Regions from separate parts of the Zea mays genome. Here all the other regions are linked to region 1. A link is a contact called in public Hi-C data. All regions are on one chromosome and are shown on one strand. The core of a region is the stretch at or near the end of the contact, and the rest is flanking DNA. Distances in the headings are between cores, read along the strand shown.

Region 1 (2,547 bases), core at 18-2,517:
CCTGCGTCCGCCAAGCGGAGTAGGGCGCCCTTCCGGTCCACGATGTAGGAGAAGGATCCAAAGTGGAAAACCTATCCTATGGTGAAGCTGATGATGGTATTGAAGATGACTATGCCTACTAGGAGATCTCTGATTTTCATAGGGGTGCCTCTTCTGCCTTATGTCGGCAGAACCCGAGTTATTCACACACTCCGCACGATTGTTACAACCCCCTCTCTATCCCCAAAATTGACTCCGACTTATCTCGAAGTCAGCGAGTCTTTGGGAAGGAAGTCACGTCCTCTGCATGCGCGGGGTCGGTTCACGCGTCTTCGAGCCCACATACCACTTTTTTGCCTGCTTTTGGTCGCGTGTTTGACTAGTTTGTCAGCCTGCACGCCTTGCACATTAAGGCCTTTATAACAGCCCACAGACCGTAAACGGGTCGTGGCAACCCGGGCGATATTTATCCTTCACACTCCCCTTCCCTGTCCTTTCTAGAATCATAACATTAGCACACACTATATAACACTATAGTATTGAAATGAGAACATCAGAACAAACATCAAAATCAGAAATCGCAACGTATACTATTGGCCTGTTTGGAAGCATCCAATTTTTAAGAAACTGGTTCATAGAAACTAGAGTGGTTCCAAACATACCAGTTTATGGTCGTGTTGGCACAACTTATTTTTAGCTTCTTCATAGATTTAAGCAGAAGTTGTACCAAACATGGAGCTTCTACAGTAGTTAGCTTCACATATAAGCTGCTTTTTCAACAAACAACAACTATACCAAACAGGGTCTATGTCTTAGTTTATAGAAACTAGATTCGAGTTTCTTAAAAATCAAGAATCTACTCTCCCGATCTCCCCTAGCTAAAACCAACTCTTGTTTGTTTAATTACATCATGCCCTTATTGATTTCATAGAATTTACATATATTGTCACCACTTTTTTAAATAGAGGAAGGGTATGCTAATAATTGTGTATAAAAAAACTAGAAACTAGTTTCTTAGAAATTAAGTTCCAAACACATTCACCCAACTCTTTTGATTAACCAGTTTCTAGAAACTCGAAATAGAAACTGGTTTTTAAAAAACCAGTGTGGTTTCAAACATACCAATACAAAAAAATATTTATTGATGGTAAATAAATTTGAGCCGAGGAATAAAAACCCACATTCATGGACCGCGAGGTCAGTGCCGTGCCAAATAGGGCCGCAAACTATCGGACTCATTGGAAGGCCCGCGACTGCGGCTGCGCCTGCGCCCGACCAAACGTAGGAGACCCATCTCCTCTCTTTTCTTTCCAAGAAAAGTCTTCTCTTCTCTGTCTCAGCGCCGACGCTTCCCAACTCCTTCCAATCGATTCTTCGTCTCGTCCTCGTGTAATCCCCAGCTTGCCCTCCTCGCTCTTCCCTCCCAAAACCCTACGCCTCCCTGACCAAGCTCCGGGGACGAATGGACGGAGGAGCCGGCTTCCCTGGCACGCCGGTCCCGCGCTCGCCGGAGGACGTTTTCCGGGACTACCGCGCGCGCCAGGCCGGCCTAATCAGGGCGCTCACCACCGGTAATGCCCGCATCTCCTTCGCTTGCGTTACTTTCTCCCTCCGGCTCAGAGTTCTGTATTGACTAGTTTCCCGCTGTCGCTTCAGATGTTGAGAAGTTCTACGTGATGTGCGACCCAGGTGAGCCTGCTCCCTCGATCCGGCTGGGTTTCCTAGGGTTTTGATTTTGGGGGTGCGGGTTCAGATGCTACTAGACGGATTTGGACCGTGTTTGCTTTGCAGTTAGGGATAGCTCTCTACCTCTCTCCACAAAGCCGATCTGGGGGGCACTTAGTCCGCTGATTTTCCGGTGTTTTTTCACTTAATTTATTACGTACCTCCGCCCATTCATTGGTTCTGGTGCGCCCTGGGAGGCTATTTCGCGGCGGAATTTCTGCTCCGATCTTGCTGGTGACAACCGCTGAGCGCTGAGCTTTGCTTTCGGTTTCGCGACGTTCTAGTTACTCCTTGTGCTATTCATCTGGGGGTGGGAAAGCGGAAAGGTGGGTGGGTGAGGGAATCCTTATCTTCTGAGCTGGTCGACCGCACGGCCGGCCAGTCATCTCCAAAAGTCGTGCGGCTGTCGATTTACTGTTATGCTCCCGGACAACGACATCTGCTGCAACTGTACCGAGGGGCATTTTCGGAATATTTTGTCAGTGAGTCACTGATGTCAGGTAGTGGGAGTGTCAGGACTCAGGATAGCATTTCTTTTTCCTGGAAGTCAACATTGGTTTCGTTTCTGGATACCGAAATTACTCTGTTTTGGCAATGGAACTATGGAAGTATTGCAAACACTTCGTCACTGCACCTTATTTCCCACTTTGTCAATGCCCACTTAAGTTGATGGTGACAGGAGTTGGCAAAGAAATGCATGTACCCCGTCGCTTATTGGACCAGAAAGCTTTGTCTAGATACGTGGCTAGAATAGAATCTGATTTATTTTGGGATGGAGGGAGTATGTTGGTTATTAAGGTCACATTTATGATTTTGGTTCCCACAGATGCATGGGATCAAAAT
Region 2 (2,547 bases), core at 34-2,533, 470 kb before region 1:
GTAGTATTAGCATTGCTATTGGGTGCTATCTGCTGTCTTTTGGATGAAATCAAGCTATTATTTTGTTCTGCTAGTAGGCGCTATTCTGAATTTTCAAGTTCTCTAGAATTTTTACTCGAACCACAATTTGTATGGAGTTAAGAACTGTTCTACTTGTTCCATCAATATGTATGTAGGTTCTAATACATATTGTGGATCTGATACATATGTACACACTCTCATAATTCACTGGTTCATAAAAATTTAGAATACATGTGTGTTCAAACGTCCAGCTCTACTTTCTTTTTATTACTAAGTCTGTTATTCTATTTATACGTTCATTTATACATATGTCTGGAGTTATTCTATTTATACTGTGCATGGAGTTGTTCTATTTATACTCTTCTAACACATATCTCTTCTAACACATATTCTATTTATTCTTTTTTCCATCACCAAGTGCATGTTTGTCCCTCTTGCACTGCTTGTCTGTTACCTACAGCAATCTTTGTCAAATGGACACATGGAACCTATGCCCCACAGGACTGCACCACACGTAGGACAGGTAATGCAGGTATTGCCCCCGCTGGTTGTAGCTGGCCGGTGTGCAATTCACCAGGCTGCCAAACGAGCCCTAGATATCTCTGTACGCAGTTACTCCACAAACTTCAAGAAATTAGACCACAATGTGATTGATGTAGCAATTTAGATGAAAGGCAAATCAGGGCAATAAGAATGAGATGACAACTTTATGTTATTGTCAGTAATTTTGATTTTTCCTATATTGTTTTAAACTACGTTTAAACTTTGTTTAAAAGTTAAAACTTCATCCATTAGCGTTTCAATATTTTATCATTTTAATAACCTTGCACGATATGATTCATCCGGCCACCGCCCTCCCAGTTCTCCTTTGCCTGCATCTACCATGCTTCACAAAATACATCTTCTGCACCCATTGAGGATCTCCACAAAAATAAAAGAGATTGAGAATAATTATCAAGAACCATCAATGAAGTTAGCTTCAACAGTAGTTGAGTTCTTCACAGCTTCGATGACTACTTCGACCTTGTCGACAGCAATACCGCACCGCCACGCTGGCCTCCTTATCCGCGGCAATGGCCACACAACGCGCCTCCACAGCAGCAGCAGCGGCACGAGCCACGTCAACAACCTCGGCTACAACTTCGACCGTAGAAGTACGCTCCATTGCAAGGAGGCGCCACCTAGGGTTTCTACGGAGGGGGAGAAATCAGGAAGGAGGAGAGCGACGATAAAGCTCGTGGGTAGCTAACGGTGTGAGCTCAAGTACCATCTCCAAAGTGTCCCCAGCGGCTAATGGGTAGATCATGTCCATACCGACGTTTGCGGCATTTGGCCGTTGTCAACGTCTCCAAAGTGTCAAAGTCGTTCCCTACGTCATTTCGTCAAAATCGAGCACTGTCGTGTTCTTATCCGGTCCCGAACAAACAACCCCGCTTCTGCCGGCCGTTTTGGTACTTCTCTCTTTGTCTGCGCTTCCAACGGTAGCTAACTCCAAGGCAAGCATCCTTGGTCCATTGTTGGCCTCGCTCATCAATCAGCTGTGTCTCAGCAGGAGGCGTTGCGGCCATGGCGGCTTCGAAGCCCATCTTGTATAGCGCGTGGATCAGCTCCTGCTCCTTCCGAGTCCGGATCGCCCTCAACCTCAAAGGTAACTGGATCAAACCGCTGGCGCTTGTTTCCTGCTCCATAGATGACGGCGAATCTTGCCCAAAACAGGGGGTCTCGACGTCTCGTTCCCGGGAGATGGGGAGTTGGGGACAATGTGACCTTTTCTTGATCTATTAATCAGTTCGACAGATTTTAGGGGAATTTGATGGCTAGATACTAGGCCACCCTGATTTTAGACAGGCAGTACCTTTGGGGTTTGTCCGAATCTCTGGGCTCCAGTGTCCTGGCCACAGGGATGGCTCCTGTTATACCAGGTCCCTTGTTCTATTGGATAAAGCTGATAGAACATTCTTTCTGGTTAGGAACTAATCGATTTTCTCTCTAAACCCATCTAGGTTCTTTCTGGTAAATTAATGGACTTATGATTTGTGTGCTAATGAGATAAAGGAGGGAGAGAGAATATGGCAACCATGCCTTCGGGTCTGAGGGGGAGATGGTAGTTAGGGTTATAGATGGATTTGGTAGTTGAGTGCCTCCATCCTGACTCGTCTCTCGTCCTCGTTGCGCGTTTAGACCTTGGGGTAGAATATCGGCGGCCAGCGGCATAGTATTGTTAGGATCTACATGCACCATGGATGGATTCGGCGATTTTCAGTCATTGTGGTACTAGATAGGAGATCAAGTCCTTCCTGGTATGTGGCAGCTAGAATTAGCGAAAGCGCAGAAGCGTTGATTTGCATGCCGTCCCCTGCCTCATTAATATAGCGTCTGTGATCAATGGCCACAACCACGGGAGCAGGGCACAAGGTCGTTCTAGGCTAGGTCCCTTGACCGAGTCCGAGACCTTATCCAACAAAAACAAGTTGATCTTGATTAGTGCAAATCTTCACCTCTCTTTTGGCTGTATAGCTTGTGAGA
Region 3 (2,547 bases), core at 20-2,519, 270 kb after region 1:
GGTTGCTTCACATTTTCCCGTTTAGCTGGGTCATTCAACCCCCTTATGTTCCAAGAGAGAATAGTGCAGTTGGTACTCATTAACCAAAAGGGGCTCCTCTACTTAAAAAAATGTCACAATAGGAAGACAGTAAAACGAACACAGGTTCGGACCATCCTTCCATAGACAACATGCATCATTGTTCTAGAAAGGAACAACACACACCTTACAACCAAACTGAAAACAGACGGATACACATGCAGTGGTAGCCAAGGAATTGGGATCCACTACCCAGACGCCAAACTGCCAAACAATGCAGTCCTCATTACAAACTGGACGACCCACAGACAAACGCACTAAACCCACCAAAATATTAAAAAATGACTCAGTTCCCCATAGCAACCTTGAACGGTACCACCTTGCTACCCTTCTTCTTGGTCCCTTCCTTCTCTTTTCCCTAGTTTGCCAGCTCCATAATTGCTTCCATTTGTTCATTGGTGAAAGGCCTTGTGAAATGACTTGCAAGCTGCTCAAAATAGTCGACCTGGTTATTGGAATTCATAGCATTTGTTTTTGGCAATGATTTGTAGCATAATTATTTAGCTTGGCAATTAGATTTTTTTGGGCTTTGGCTATGGCATCTTGATTATGTCAATCTTTAATTTTTTCTTTGCAACAAGTCTAACACTAACTCTCTTACTAGTAAAGCTCTCACATTTCATTCAAACTCACACCGCAACTAATATTTTTGAACCTAACTCCATAACTTATACCAAATAAGCAGGGATGGATCCGGATACTTATTTCGATATTATTTTTTTGTCTTTTTTGTTGGACTCTAAACAAATAACATATAGAATTTGCTATATAAATTTATATTCTTGTTTTAGTTGTTTTTAGCTTTGAGCCTATTAATATTCATAGAGAGTAATCTTTAAATTTGTTCTATATTTTTTTAAATAATTGATATAAAATTTGGATATAGATATGAATACAAATTCAGATGTTTTTGTACTTTTTTTTATTATAGTGAGAAAATAATGCACACAAAAATTATACAAAATTTTATTCTTGTAACATGATTTATATCTATATTAAAAATATTCGATTTGACATATGAATGTTTTAGGAACATCCCCACAATTGTTTGAAATAGAGATTAATTTCTGCTGCATTTTATTCTGTGTCAGCCGACAAAATGTACTGTGGTGCAGAGGGAACACCGCGAGCTGTGACAGCAGGGGTGGTGAGGAAGATTTTAAAATCCGCCCGCGTGCTACTTCGAATCTCCGTCTCCTCCGACATTCACTGCCCGATGGCGATGGATGTAGGTTCCACCTCCAAAGGCGCCTCCTTTTTCGACGCCTTGATGCCTTTCTAGGACTAGGACCAGTCCGAACTGCTCGTGCTCCCTCTTTCCCGTGCGCGCTGCAGGTTGGTCGATCCCACCTGGCGGCCTCCGTGATTGCCGGTGAGTCCTTCTTCCTTTTTTTTTTCTTCGAAGCACGTTTTGGATCTTGGTGGCGGAATGCTGCTGTAGTGCTTTGTGCTCCAGCTCCTGGTGGTTCCTGGGATTGATTCTTGCATGGTTAGCGGCTGCACTGCGTTCGTCGGCCATTTCTCAAAAAGTATTTCAGATTCCCTTTCATCCAACATTCATTTCATCCCGTCTCTCTTCCTGGTGTCGTTTTTCTTTCTTCCTAGAATCTGCGTATTGATTTTCTCCTTCCCTTTCCAGATTGTGGAATAAACTATATACGAAATCATTTCTTCTCTCTTTTGCATCAAATCCATCCCAAAAAAATCTGGTTGCAACCACTTCGGTTTCATGTTTTGCCCGTAGCATTTTTTCATGATCTTTGGTTATGATTTTTATTTACCACGGATACCCATCAGCATATCACACACATATCGCTCTTTTATTTGGGTTTTCAGTGCTTTCTATGCTTTTGAAATGATGATGACCATTCAATTTAGCATCAGATAAAATGGCATACTGGTATGATATTTCTTTCGCCATTTTTTTATAATTTCTTCTTAAAAGACCCAAAATATTTTCTCTATATTACCTGAGAACTTATTGTAACATAATGTAAATAACCTTCGGTAAGGTGAAATGGGGAATAACTGAACAAGGTCTGACTCAGCAATCTACCTATAGATGGTTAGAACAGTGTTATACATTTTGTAGAATGAATTAGGACAGATAATTTTTCAATCTAGTTGTTTCCTCTTGGTACTAGACTGTAGTTTCTTTGTCCCTCCCCAATCATGTGCGCCTTCCTGTTCTTGATATGCATTCCTTCCCAAGTTGCAGATTGAGCATGCTGCTTCGGAAGCTGAAATTGTGTTCACTGCTTTATACTGAATTTTCACGTTCTTAAGATAAGATGTATCAGCTATGCATCTTTGTAATCTGCACCTACTTTAAATTGTAGAACACTTTAAAATTGTTTGCAGTGAACATATCTCAGTTATTTTCCAGCATGGTGATGTCACTTAATATTTACTGTTTTGCTCTCTGTCAGACAAGTCAGTGTCTTTCCAGACTGGAGATGGGGACTATGT

The links. A called contact is a pair of places that touch in the nucleus more often than the background predicts.
Region 2: a Hi-C map of ear shows a contact between it and region 1, with 2.3 times the contacts expected there. The contact joins the promoter of LOC100283891 here to the promoter of LOC100283897 in region 1. A contact is called at or near these places in 4 of 25 Hi-C or Micro-C datasets (bundle sheath, ear, leaf and 1 more).
Region 3: a Hi-C map of tassel shows a contact between it and region 1, with 5 times the contacts expected there. The contact joins the promoter of LOC100280194 here to the promoter of LOC100283897 in region 1. A contact is called at or near these places in 7 of 25 Hi-C or Micro-C datasets (bundle sheath, ear, leaf and 3 more).

The regions. Positions count from the first base shown.
Region 1 is chr10:31,763,517-31,766,063 of Zm-B73-REFERENCE-NAM-5.0, reverse strand. It overlaps LOC100283897, which reads left to right and starts at 1,267. Exons shown (of 5, transcript NM_001370562.1): 1 at 1,267-1,550; 2 at 1,636-1,668. The coding sequence starts at 1,442.
Region 2 is chr10:32,236,800-32,239,346 of Zm-B73-REFERENCE-NAM-5.0, reverse strand. It overlaps LOC100283891 (Glutathione S-transferase), which reads left to right and starts at 1,283. Exons shown (of 10, transcript NM_001412677.1): 1 at 1,283-1,472; 2 at 1,574-1,669. The coding sequence starts at 1,588. It also overlaps the pseudogene LOC103640998.
Region 3 is chr10:31,497,166-31,499,712 of Zm-B73-REFERENCE-NAM-5.0, reverse strand. LOC100280194 reads left to right here and starts at 1,269. Exons shown (of 7, transcript NM_001361028.1): 1 at 1,269-1,450; 2 at 2,508-2,547. The coding sequence starts at 2,535.